Linked DNA regions of Anas platyrhynchos: region 2 is linked to region 1. A link is a contact called in public Hi-C data. All regions are on one chromosome and are shown on one strand. The core of a region is the stretch at or near the end of the contact, and the rest is flanking DNA. Distances in the headings are between cores, read along the strand shown. Region 1 holds the start of BTBD2 (BTB domain containing 2). Region 2 overlaps DOT1L (DOT1 like histone lysine methyltransferase).

Region 1 (4,985 bases), core at 1,098-3,597:
TCCCCAATTAAAACAGGTCCTGCCCTCAAGTGAAAGACTCCTGCGTTTGCTGTTTGTACACCTGAGCAAACCCGAAGGTACCCCCTGAAGCAGGGATTGTGAGTGACATGCAGCAGTTCTGTTACGAAGGAGCTGCCCCAAGAAGCCGCTGAATGTCAATCAGCCACGTCCATTCTGCATTACCCAGGTGGGGACAATTCCCAGCTCTTCAGCAAGCTCCGAGCTGCAAATTCTGAAATGGCAGCTTGGCCTTAAGCATTTATGGACAGACAGGTTTCCTCCTGCCCAGATGTCATTTTCAGTACAGCTCTTTCAGAATCCCAGGTTTGCTTTGTAGTGGTGGATTACCTTCCAAAATACAGGGCTTCAGCAACAACTCAATACTGTGTATTTTTAAAACCAAATTTCTGCCACATTTCCCTTCTCAAATCATTGCTCTCTCCCTTCCATTCTCACTGCTCTCACAAATCCCTTTTTCTGTTGACAAAACATTCCTCCTTTCCTCCATAACCCACAGAAACAAGGACTGCTTCCGAGTGAAACCCAGGGGTCCGTTTGTCCCTGCTGCACCTCTCTCTGCCAACACACCTCTGTCCCACCTACCCTTCAGGGGAAAACACAGCCGGACACCAGACCCTGTCCTCTGATGTGGCAAGCGTAGGAAGGAACACTAAATCAATCTGAAGGTTCACAGAGGTTTGATGCAACACCGACCAGCCCAGCTGAGGAGCAGTCACCTCCACGCATGGCCATGCAGCCAGGAACACGTGAAGGACCAGCGCACAGGGCCCACGGGTGGGATCTGGCACACCACAGGCCTGGCGATGCCAGCTCCGTCTGGGGGCTGGTGCTGGGGGCTGCAGCGGCGCGGAGCCAGGCCTGGCCACCGCAGCACCCCGGAGAACACGTCCCTGAGCTCGCAGCTCCAACAAGACAAACATGGGGAGCGGTTACCCGACCCCGTATTTGCTTTCCAGAAAGAGGATCCCTGTAAACCCCCCTCAAGACACATCGCTCCCCAAAAGGTGCCCCGGATGCTCCACAGCAACCCCAACCCGCCCCCCAGCAGGGCCCACGATCCCTGAGCAGCCCCCTAGGGCCCCCAGCACAGGCTGCAGCTCAGAGGAAGCCCCCACCCCAAAACCCACGGCCTGGCCGGGCCTCGTGGGGCCTGGGTGTCCCCCTCCAGAGCCTATTACCCTCCCCCAAAACCCTTCTAGGTCACCCGGGCCCCCTCCAGGGCCTACCTGTGTCGTTTCGTGTCCCATCCCCCCAGCAAACCCTGCTGGGTCACCTGGGTCCCCTCCAGAGCCTATTACCCACCCCCTAACCCTGCTCTGTCACCTTCCTCCCCCCCATTTTATATTATACCCCCCAATATGCTTCGGGAACACCTGGGTCCCCCTCCAGGGCTTACTACCCCCCCCCCAAAAAAAAAACCAACCCTACTGGGTCACCTGGGTCCCCCAAATGGCCTGCCTGTGTCCCCCAAACCCCTCTGGGTCACCTGGGTCCCCTCCAGAACCTATTATCCCTTCCCCAAAAACCCTGCTGGGACACCTGGGGCACCCTCTGTGGCTACGCGCCCCCCTCCCCGGGGCACACATCCCTCCCTCCCCCCCCCCCCCCCCACGGCCGGGCCCCCCGGCGCTGCCCCCCCACCTGTGTGCGGGGATGCGCTGCGAGCCGCGGCCCTTCCCCACCAGGAAGTGGACGTCGCTCAGCACCTCGTTGTTGAAGAGGAAGGCGAAGCGCTCCTGCACCGTCGGCTTGGTCGCCTGCCAGTTGTACACCGGCTCCCGCTGCAGCGCCCCGCCGGGGCCGCCCGCCCCCCCGGCTCCCCCGGCTCCCCCCACCGCAGCCGCCGCCGCCGCGGCCGCAGCCACCGGAGCCGCCGCCGCCGCCACCGCCGGGCCCCCCGCGCCGCCTCCGCCGCCCGCCGCCGGGTTGGCGGCGCCGCACTGGTTGTAGGTGAGGCCGGGCGGCGACGCCGGGGGGGCGCCGTTGGTGCAAGCGGCGGCGGCGGCGCCGTTGCCCGGCGGCGGCGGCGGCGGCTGCGGGCAGGAGGAGGAGAGGCCCCCGGGGCCCCCGCCGCTCCCACCGGCCGCCATTTTGTGCGGCGGAGGCGCAGCAGCGGGCGGCGCGGGGCGGCGCTGCAGCAGCACCAGCACCAGCAGCGGCGGGCGGGACACGGCGGCGGGCGGGAGGGGGGCGGCGATGGTGATGGCGGCGGCGGTGGCGGGAGGGGGGCGGGAGGGGGCGGCGGTGGCGGTGGGGCCGGGGGTGCCGCGGCTGCTGCTGCTGATGCAGAGAGCCGGGCAGCAGCGGCGCATGGATGGGGCACGGCGCCGCCGCCGGCCGGGCCACCGGGGGTGCGGGGGGGGGAGCGGAGGCGGCGGCGTGGGGCGGGGAGAGGAGGGGAGGGGAGGGGAAGGGAGGGGAGGGGCCCGGGAGGGGGCTGGCGCTGAGGGGTGGGAGGGGAGGTGTGAGGGGGCCGGGGGCAGTGCTGGGGGGAGGGGGTAGTGCTGAGGGGGTGAGGGGGGGTTCTGAGGGGTCAGAAGGCAGATCTGGAGCGGGGGGGCAGTTCTGAGGGGTAGGGGGCAGCTCTGAGGGGTCATGGGGCATTTCTAGAGCGGGGGGCAGTTCTGAGGGGCCAGGGGGTGGTTCTGGAGTGAGGGAGCGGTTCTGAGGGGTGTGATCCCCCCGGGGGGATTTCTGGGTGTGTGAAGGGCTGGGCGGTCTCCAGCAGGGGATGAGGAATGGGGGCAGCCCCACGAGGGGGCAGTTCATGGAAAAGAAGGGTGTGGGGCTGAAGGAAGAGGCCCTGGGGGCGAGGGGGGGTTTGGGATACGCGGCAGGGGAAGTCAGGTGCAGTGAGGGGCTGCACAGAGGGGGTACAGAGAGGGCTGGGGGGCCATCTCCGTGCTCTTTCTACCAGGGCTCCCCACATCCCGAGGACACCGCTGATAAACCCAGGATAATCAGCCCGGAGGAACAGGGCCACTGCTGGCACCATGGCTGCTCCCCCAGCACTGCAGGCATTGTCCTGCTTGGACAAGCAGCTTCTCTGCGACCGATCCCACCGCCTGGTCCCTCGTGTCTTGGTGTGCGACTGCTGTGACACCACGGCAATCCTGATCCCGCAGGGTCAGAGCTGCCTTTCCATGCCAGGCAGAGGCCAAAAGCACGATGGCTGGCACCTTCCTGGCCAGGAAGGGTCCTTATTTTGCATCTGGGGTTCAAGAGGCAGCTCACTGCATCCTAGAGTGCCCTGGAAGGCCTCTAGGGCATCCTAGAGGAAATTGGAGGTCACTGGGAGGCTTTCCGGGGGAGCTAGAGGGCACTTGGTGGCCCTGATAGACCTGTGGGGGACCTAGAGGGCAGCGGAGGACCACAGGAGGCCTCCAGTGTGCTTCGGGGTGCACTAGAGAGCCCTGCGAGGCCTTCAGAAGCCACTATATTCCAGAAAGAGTCTTATTTTGCCTCTAGGGTGCAAGAGATGTCTCGTATGGCACCCTGAACTGCTCTAGGCCTGCTGCTGACCCACTAAGGGGCAACAGCAGGCTCATAGGACACTGTAGAATGCCCTGGAAGGCATCCTAGAGGAAAAAGGGGTCACTGTGAGGCTGGATGCCCTGTGAGCCCCCTCTTGCACCCTAGAGGCATAATAAGCACTCTTACGGGAATCTAGAGGCCCCCAGAAGCCTCGCAGGACTCTAGGGCACTCTCAGGCACATCGGAGGCCTCCTGTGGTCCTCCCCTGCACTCTAGATGCGGTGTAGTTCTACCTGGGTCACTCAGTGCCCTCTAGCTCCCAAGTAAAACTTCTCAGTGACCTCCAGTTTCCTCTAGGTTGCCCTAGAGGTCTCCCAGGCCACTGTAGGATGCCCTAGGAGCAACTTCTTGAATCCAAGAGGCAAAATAAAGACTCTGCCTAAGATCTAGAAGCCTCTAGGGTGTCCTACAAGCCCGCTGTTGAACACTCGAGGCAAAGTACACATCCAGGTATCTAGTGGTCTAACACCAATTATGACACATACGTTACCAGTTTCTCCCATCAAAAAGTGCTCCCAACAGAAGCTTTTGGGTACACCTGAACTCTCTTTGAGATCCTTTATGCAACCCCACACACAACACGTCTCTGCACCTTCTCTCTTTCCGCACAACCCTAACCAGAACGCTGAGCCCAACCCTAATTAGGACCCTAAAAAACATGCATGGCACCACTTTCTCCCATCAAAAAGTTCTCCCAACGGAAGCCTTTGGGTAGACTTGTGCTCCCTTTGGGAGCCTTTATGCAACCCTTCAGTGCCTCGAGGTGTGTGTGCATGTCAGAGCAAATGCATGGTCCTTGATTCAACATGCTTGGGAAGGCAGTGTGCTGTCTTCCCCTTCTGTTTTGCGTGCCTTTGCCATACCATTTTTGTTACTGCACAAAGACATGCTCATTGCATTGCTTCAAAGCTTTGAGACCCTTGTATAGCTGAGGGACCTCCCAGATTAATCTCTGTGGCCAGTGCCACGGCACATCACTGCGGTATTGTTACATCACTAGTTGGGACTGAGAGCTTCCGACCTGGTTCTGTATCACATTATCGAATACCTATTTCTGCTGCATAACCTACCAGCGGGCTTGTGCTGCATTTTTTTTAAAGCTGTGTTACACTAAATGGGGAATCTCCCCTAACCACAGCTATGCTGGGGTTCAGAGCTGGGTGTCATAATTGTCCCTTCTGGCATCTAATCTGTGCATGCAGGAATGCGTAGGAAACTTTAGAGGGACGTTGCTTTTTCTTGTGAAATATTTCTAGTATTACTGATAACTGAGCATTGCATACAGACTCTTTCAAAAACACCGCGTCGGTTTTGATTTCACACCATTTGCTCAGCACGTCACAGACTCACACCCCCTTGATGGCCGAGCTGCTTCCATGCAGTTCAGTGTTGCCTTTTTTTTTTTTTTTTTTTTATTCACAAATACAACG
Region 2 (4,985 bases), core at 718-3,217, 160 kb after region 1:
GTACCTCATCCCTGGCAATCTTAGTAGAGATTTAGTTCAAGCGTGGTTCTTTTGTTGTTTCTTATGTGTGTCTTCCCTAGGCAGCCTTTGTGCACAGAAACTATTGAGCTGATTTTGTTGCCTTACTCATTGGAAAGGGAAGGGATCGGTAGCCCTGGAAATGAGGGGCGTTTTGGAACTGTTTTCTGCTTTGCATGTGGAAGAGGACTTGACAGTGGTGCGCCCTGCTGTGTTATTAGCTGCAAGATGAGAACCTGGAAAAGGGCAAGAAAGCTCAGAAGGTGATGGCTGAGAAACATCCAGTAGCTTCTAGTAGAAGCTGTATAGAGTTAAAGTCCTGGAATCCAGGAAGACAGTGTAACCCAGATGTTTTGCAGCTGGGAGTTTGGCAGCTCTAGCTTCATCCAGATCCTTGGCTAATTGAAAGCTGCAGAGCTGCCTTAGCATCCTCCCAGCAAATAGCAAGGTGCTCCGGTCTTGGAAGGTGGGTTGTGCATGAGCAACTGCTGGAGGGGCAGGAGCCTCAATTACCCCCCCCTCCATTTTTATCCCAGATGTGAGAGATGAGGAAATACAAGAAGAAGCTTTAAACCCATCTGCTTTTTGTCAGATCCTTTTCCAAAAATGGACCAACCCGGTGTTCCTTAGACCTCTTATCCCTCCCCTTATCCTTTCATCTCAATCCAGCGAAGACATCCAGCAAGAGAACTCATTCTGTACAGGGAGGCTTCACATCAGTTCATACCTGAGATGCTCGCAGGATGCTGGCAGAGATGCCTGCTTGGAGGAGGAGCTGGCTCATGGTGGTCTGCCCACCTGGTGTGCTTCCTAACCCTGGACAGCTGCTTGGTGCACGCGTCGCCCAGCTGGCTCCTGACACTCTCCTGCAGCTGAAGAGGGTTGGCCAGGTGCTTGCTGCAGGAATGATGTGCTTTGCATTCAGTGTTTCAGAAATTAGTGCCTGGGAGCAAACAGAGCAAAGGCTAAGAGCAGAGTTTGTCATCCGCTTTCCTGTGCATGTTGGGGAAAAGCGAAATCCCCCTTTCCATCAGTGTTGCTCCCCATAGTGGGTTGCCCTTTGGTCTGTGTTAGATGTGCTGGGTGCTCTGGCTCTAGATGGCCCGCTGTGCTCTGTGGCTGGGCTTGCTCGCAAGCACTCATTGGAAATCAGCAGCGTGAGCCTGCTCACTCCCATCACCTGGGAAGGATGAAACCAGAGGGGCACAGCCCACCATGCACAGACCCAGGCACAAAGGCTGGATGGCCGAGCATCCGCTGCAGCCTCCAGGGGCCTGTGGAGGCCAGGCCTTCTGCCTCTGGGTCGCCTTGGTGCTGGCTTTCTCCGTGACCTGGCACTTCCATCTCAGCAGCCCGTGCTGCAGGAGCTCAGAGCTGCCCTGACTTTGCCAGCATCTTCCACCCGTGCCTGGTGCCGCTGGCACCATCACCTCATCATGTGCTGCATGGCTGTAGTGAGTTTCCCTCGTGTCCCAGTCTGGTCTAAGTCTTCATCATAATCCTTGCTAGGGTGTGCTTCCAGGAGAGTGTTGGATAAGCTACAGCGTGTTTGGAGAAGTGCGAGACAATGGAGGTTTTGGGCTGATGCCTTGATGCTGCTTTATTTGGGAGAAGTCACAGAGGTTGCTATGGGATTTGTTGTCTTCTCCACTCCCTGATCTCTTGCTGCTTGGCCATAACCTTGAGCAAGTTCAAATTGTTTCTCTTCTGTCTACAAAATGGGGAGAGCATTTACCTGCTTGCAGGACTGCTGGAGGAATAGCTCTTTGAGATGTTGGGATCTGATCCATATGGCTAAGAGAATGAGACCCTTGTGACCCTGATGTGTGAGTGCTGTGCCAGAGACTTGAAACCTGTTTTCAATAATTGGATATACTTCTGAGTCATCAAAGCCAAGCAGCCAGTTCCAGAAAGGAATTCCTTCTGTGTTACCACTTCCTGCCCAGGTCCAGCCGTTTTATGGCTGTCACAAATGTTCCTTCTCCTCCACACCGCTGCTGCCAGTGAGGGACTCAATCAGGAAGTCAAAATACATCTCACAGCACATAATGTTGCCAAAAAAAAATAAAATATATAAAAAAATATCCTGAGCTTTGTGCTGAGCGAAATATGTGCCCCACTGCTAAATGTCAGGCTTGGAGAACAACCCTCACGTGTTCTTCCTACAGTGATTTGTTACCTCTGGCTCCTACTTGCTGGTTCCAGCCCACTGAGACCCACCGTGCTGTGAGGCTGGGGGGGCTCCAAGAGCATTAAACCTAAACTCAAGTCTTTGCTGCACGTTTAGTCACTGAGCAACAATTCTTCCATTAGCCAGGGGTGTGTGAGGCACCTGCTGTCAGATTTCTCAGCTTTTCCTGTAGCTGAGGGAAAAGGTGGGAAAACATTGCTGGAGGATGTGGAGCCTTGGGTTGCTGGAACCAAGCTTGTGGGCAGGATCACGGGGGAGTTGAGCTGTCCCTGCATCGCCTCTTGTTTGGGTGCAGACAGGGCCATTCCCGTTAGCAGGGTGTGGATCGGTCTGGTCAAACTGATGGGATTTAGCTCCTCTTAGTTCAGGTTGCAAATGCAGTGGGAGAGAGGTGAAGGGAAACGTGCTTTTAGGGGAAGCTGCCAACACCAGGGAGCACATCGTGTCCTCGATGCTCATTACACTCGGAGGCAGATGTTAGAGCAGTGTCTCCAGCTGGTTTCTTTGATAGCAGGAACTCAGGGCTCCTTGGCCAGACAAACTCAGAAATCTCTTGTGCTTCCATCTCGTATCCTTCTTCCTAGTGGCCAGAGCTGTCTTGCCTTGTAGCGCACGCAGTTTGTGCTCGCCACTGTTGGCTGGGCTTGGATGAGCTCTGAGCATGGGCTTGGCCTGGGTCCTGCCTGTGGCTGGAGGGGGGCAGGCGTGGTGGGGAGGAAGGTGAGTGTGTGAGGTCTGCGATCGCAGCTCCGGGTCCTGAAGTGCTGCGGGCAGCTTGCGGTGCCTGCTTGTGAGGGTCTCGGTGAGGCGCTGCTGTGAATCGGGAGGTTGCAGACCCCCAGGACTTGTCACTGCTTGGCCCGAACGTCACCCAACTCAAAGTATTGAGTAGCTTTTCTTCTTTGTTATTATTCCCTAATCAAGCTTGAGCAAGTGACTTTCATTTGAAATCTGCTGCACAGATGGCGTTCAGGCTCTTCCCTTGCATCTCTGGCTCAAATGCTTCAAACTGGAGCGTTGTTTTGGGGCTGCGTGGGGTGGCCGCATGGCTGGGCCTGTGCTCAGCCTGCGTTTGCCCTGCTGGGGGGCAAGCTTCTCCTTCAGGGGGGTGTTTGCTGCTGTAACTGCAGACATCTGACCAGAGGCCTGTGGGGTGGTTGCTTTGCTGCAGAAAGCAAATGGGAGGGGAGCGAGCTGGGTGGGAGCCAGATCTGCCTCACCGGCTGTTAACTGCAGTGCTGATAAAAACCAGAAGCAGCGGGGTTGCACCAGCGTTTGTGAGATGCTGCTGTGCTCAACGGTGGCTTTGCTCCTGGTGGGGGTCAGGGCCCGTCTCGTCCCAACCTTTCCTGGCACCCTTCCTGCAGAGGAACCTGGGGTCTGGGCTTCCCCCTTTGGGGAGGTCTCGTACTCCAGAGTAACGAGGCCATGGCAGGGCCGTGGGGCTGCCTCTGGGGGCCTGAGTGGTTTGATTCTTCTGGGATTGTGTATTTAGAAGGCAGCATCTGCTCCCCAACACGTTAAATTCCTACTTGGAAGAGTGCCCTTGTGTGACAACAGGGCAGGGAGAGCGTCAGTGGATGTGGGGCTGGCATCCACCCCTGGACAGGCGTAGCTTCATCCACGTGTTGTTTGTTTTGTGGGATGTGGAGTTGCTGTGGTCAGTTTGAGGGCCAGCACGAGCTTTGATCTTGTTGAGTTGGTGCAGGGGGCCCACCTCTTTGTGACTCCCATGGCTACATCCACAGGCCTGGCCCGGCAGTGCTGGGACCCTCGAGAAGCTCCCGCAGCAGGGGCTTGCTGCCCCGAGTCCTTCCCAAATGCACCGTAGCTGTGGAATGGGCTCCTCATGTCTCAGAGGCCTTGCACCCCAGAGTTCCCATAGTCAAGGTTTTGCCACATTGCTGGAGGAGGAGGCTGCCAGCCCTGCAGCTTGGCCCTGAGCTGCCCGTCTGCTTGGGGCTCCCCTACAGCCCGCGTTGGTCCCGATCCCCTCCGAGCACCAGTGGGGATGTGCCAGGGCCACTGGTGCTGATAGTTAGGGCTTGGTAGTTTGTCCCAGTACTGATGCAAGGTTGATTGAGTGTGACCCGTTTGCTTTTTGTGTTGAAACCGGTCTTTTTAATACAGGGTATGGAAACCTAAAGATTCTTGACAAATATTTTTTCTCAGAAGGAGTTGTCCCAATTCACCAGGTGGTTTTATTGAGAAGTTCTGCTTTTATTGTTTTGCCTGAGCCAAAAGCATTAGGAGGACTAAGCTTTGGGAGCTCCCAATGATGATTTCTTCAGTTAAGAAATGGACATTGTACAGTGGACTGCAAACCAACAATGTATTTCAAAATCATGATGTTTGGGGAGAAGAAACTAGACAGTGTTTTTGTGAACTATCTTTGCAGCACTGAGGAAAAATCACAAGAATTGGATTTTTTTTGAAGCACAGATGTCTAGTAAGTGTACAAAAGTATTTGAAGTTTTATGGCTGTTAAGGTTTTTCCTCTATTTGCTCCAACATTTCCATAGCGTGCATATGAGGTTTTCATTGAAAGATGAATTACCAGTTTTTAAAATTTTATTGTGCCATATTTTATTTATCCTTATGCATTATAAATATATAAATACCTATTTAGACTGATTATCACAGTAAAAGATGCTATTATTGTGAACTTCAGGGTTTAAACCCAAAGTAAAAAAAATTGGAAATACTCCTCCACTGTATTTGCTGTTTGTGATCATCTTTCTGCAGATGTTTCTTAAGTTCTTAGAGTTCAAAAATG

What was found. Hi-C and Micro-C count contacts between places; a contact is called where the count stands out from the background.
Region 2: a Hi-C map of subcutaneous adipose tissue shows a contact between it and region 1, with 1.5 times the contacts expected there. The contact joins the enhancer-like site here to the promoter of BTBD2 in region 1. A contact is called at or near these places in 2 of 8 Hi-C or Micro-C datasets (liver and subcutaneous adipose tissue).

The regions. Positions count from the first base shown.
Region 1 is chr29:4,959,716-4,964,700 of IASCAAS_PekinDuck_T2T, forward strand. BTBD2 (BTB domain containing 2) reads right to left here and starts at 2,348. Exons shown (of 8, transcript XM_072029281.1): 1 at 1,663-2,348. The coding sequence starts at 2,333. It overlaps LOC113845598 (a long non-coding RNA gene), which reads left to right and starts at 1,860. Exons shown (of 2, transcript XR_003501314.3): 1 at 1,860-1,971; 2 at 2,939-4,985.
Region 2 is chr29:5,121,239-5,126,223 of IASCAAS_PekinDuck_T2T, forward strand. It overlaps DOT1L (DOT1 like histone lysine methyltransferase), which reads left to right. Exons shown (of 28, transcript XM_072029233.1): 28 at 1-2,088. Among named protein-coding and RNA genes, the nearest start is that of SF3A2, 13 kb to the right of the region's middle. Within about 2 kb of position 1,968, at least 4 of the 8 cell types and tissues checked have an H3K27ac peak or open chromatin away from gene starts, as enhancers often do. A contact at or near this core is called in subcutaneous adipose tissue, where this site is marked.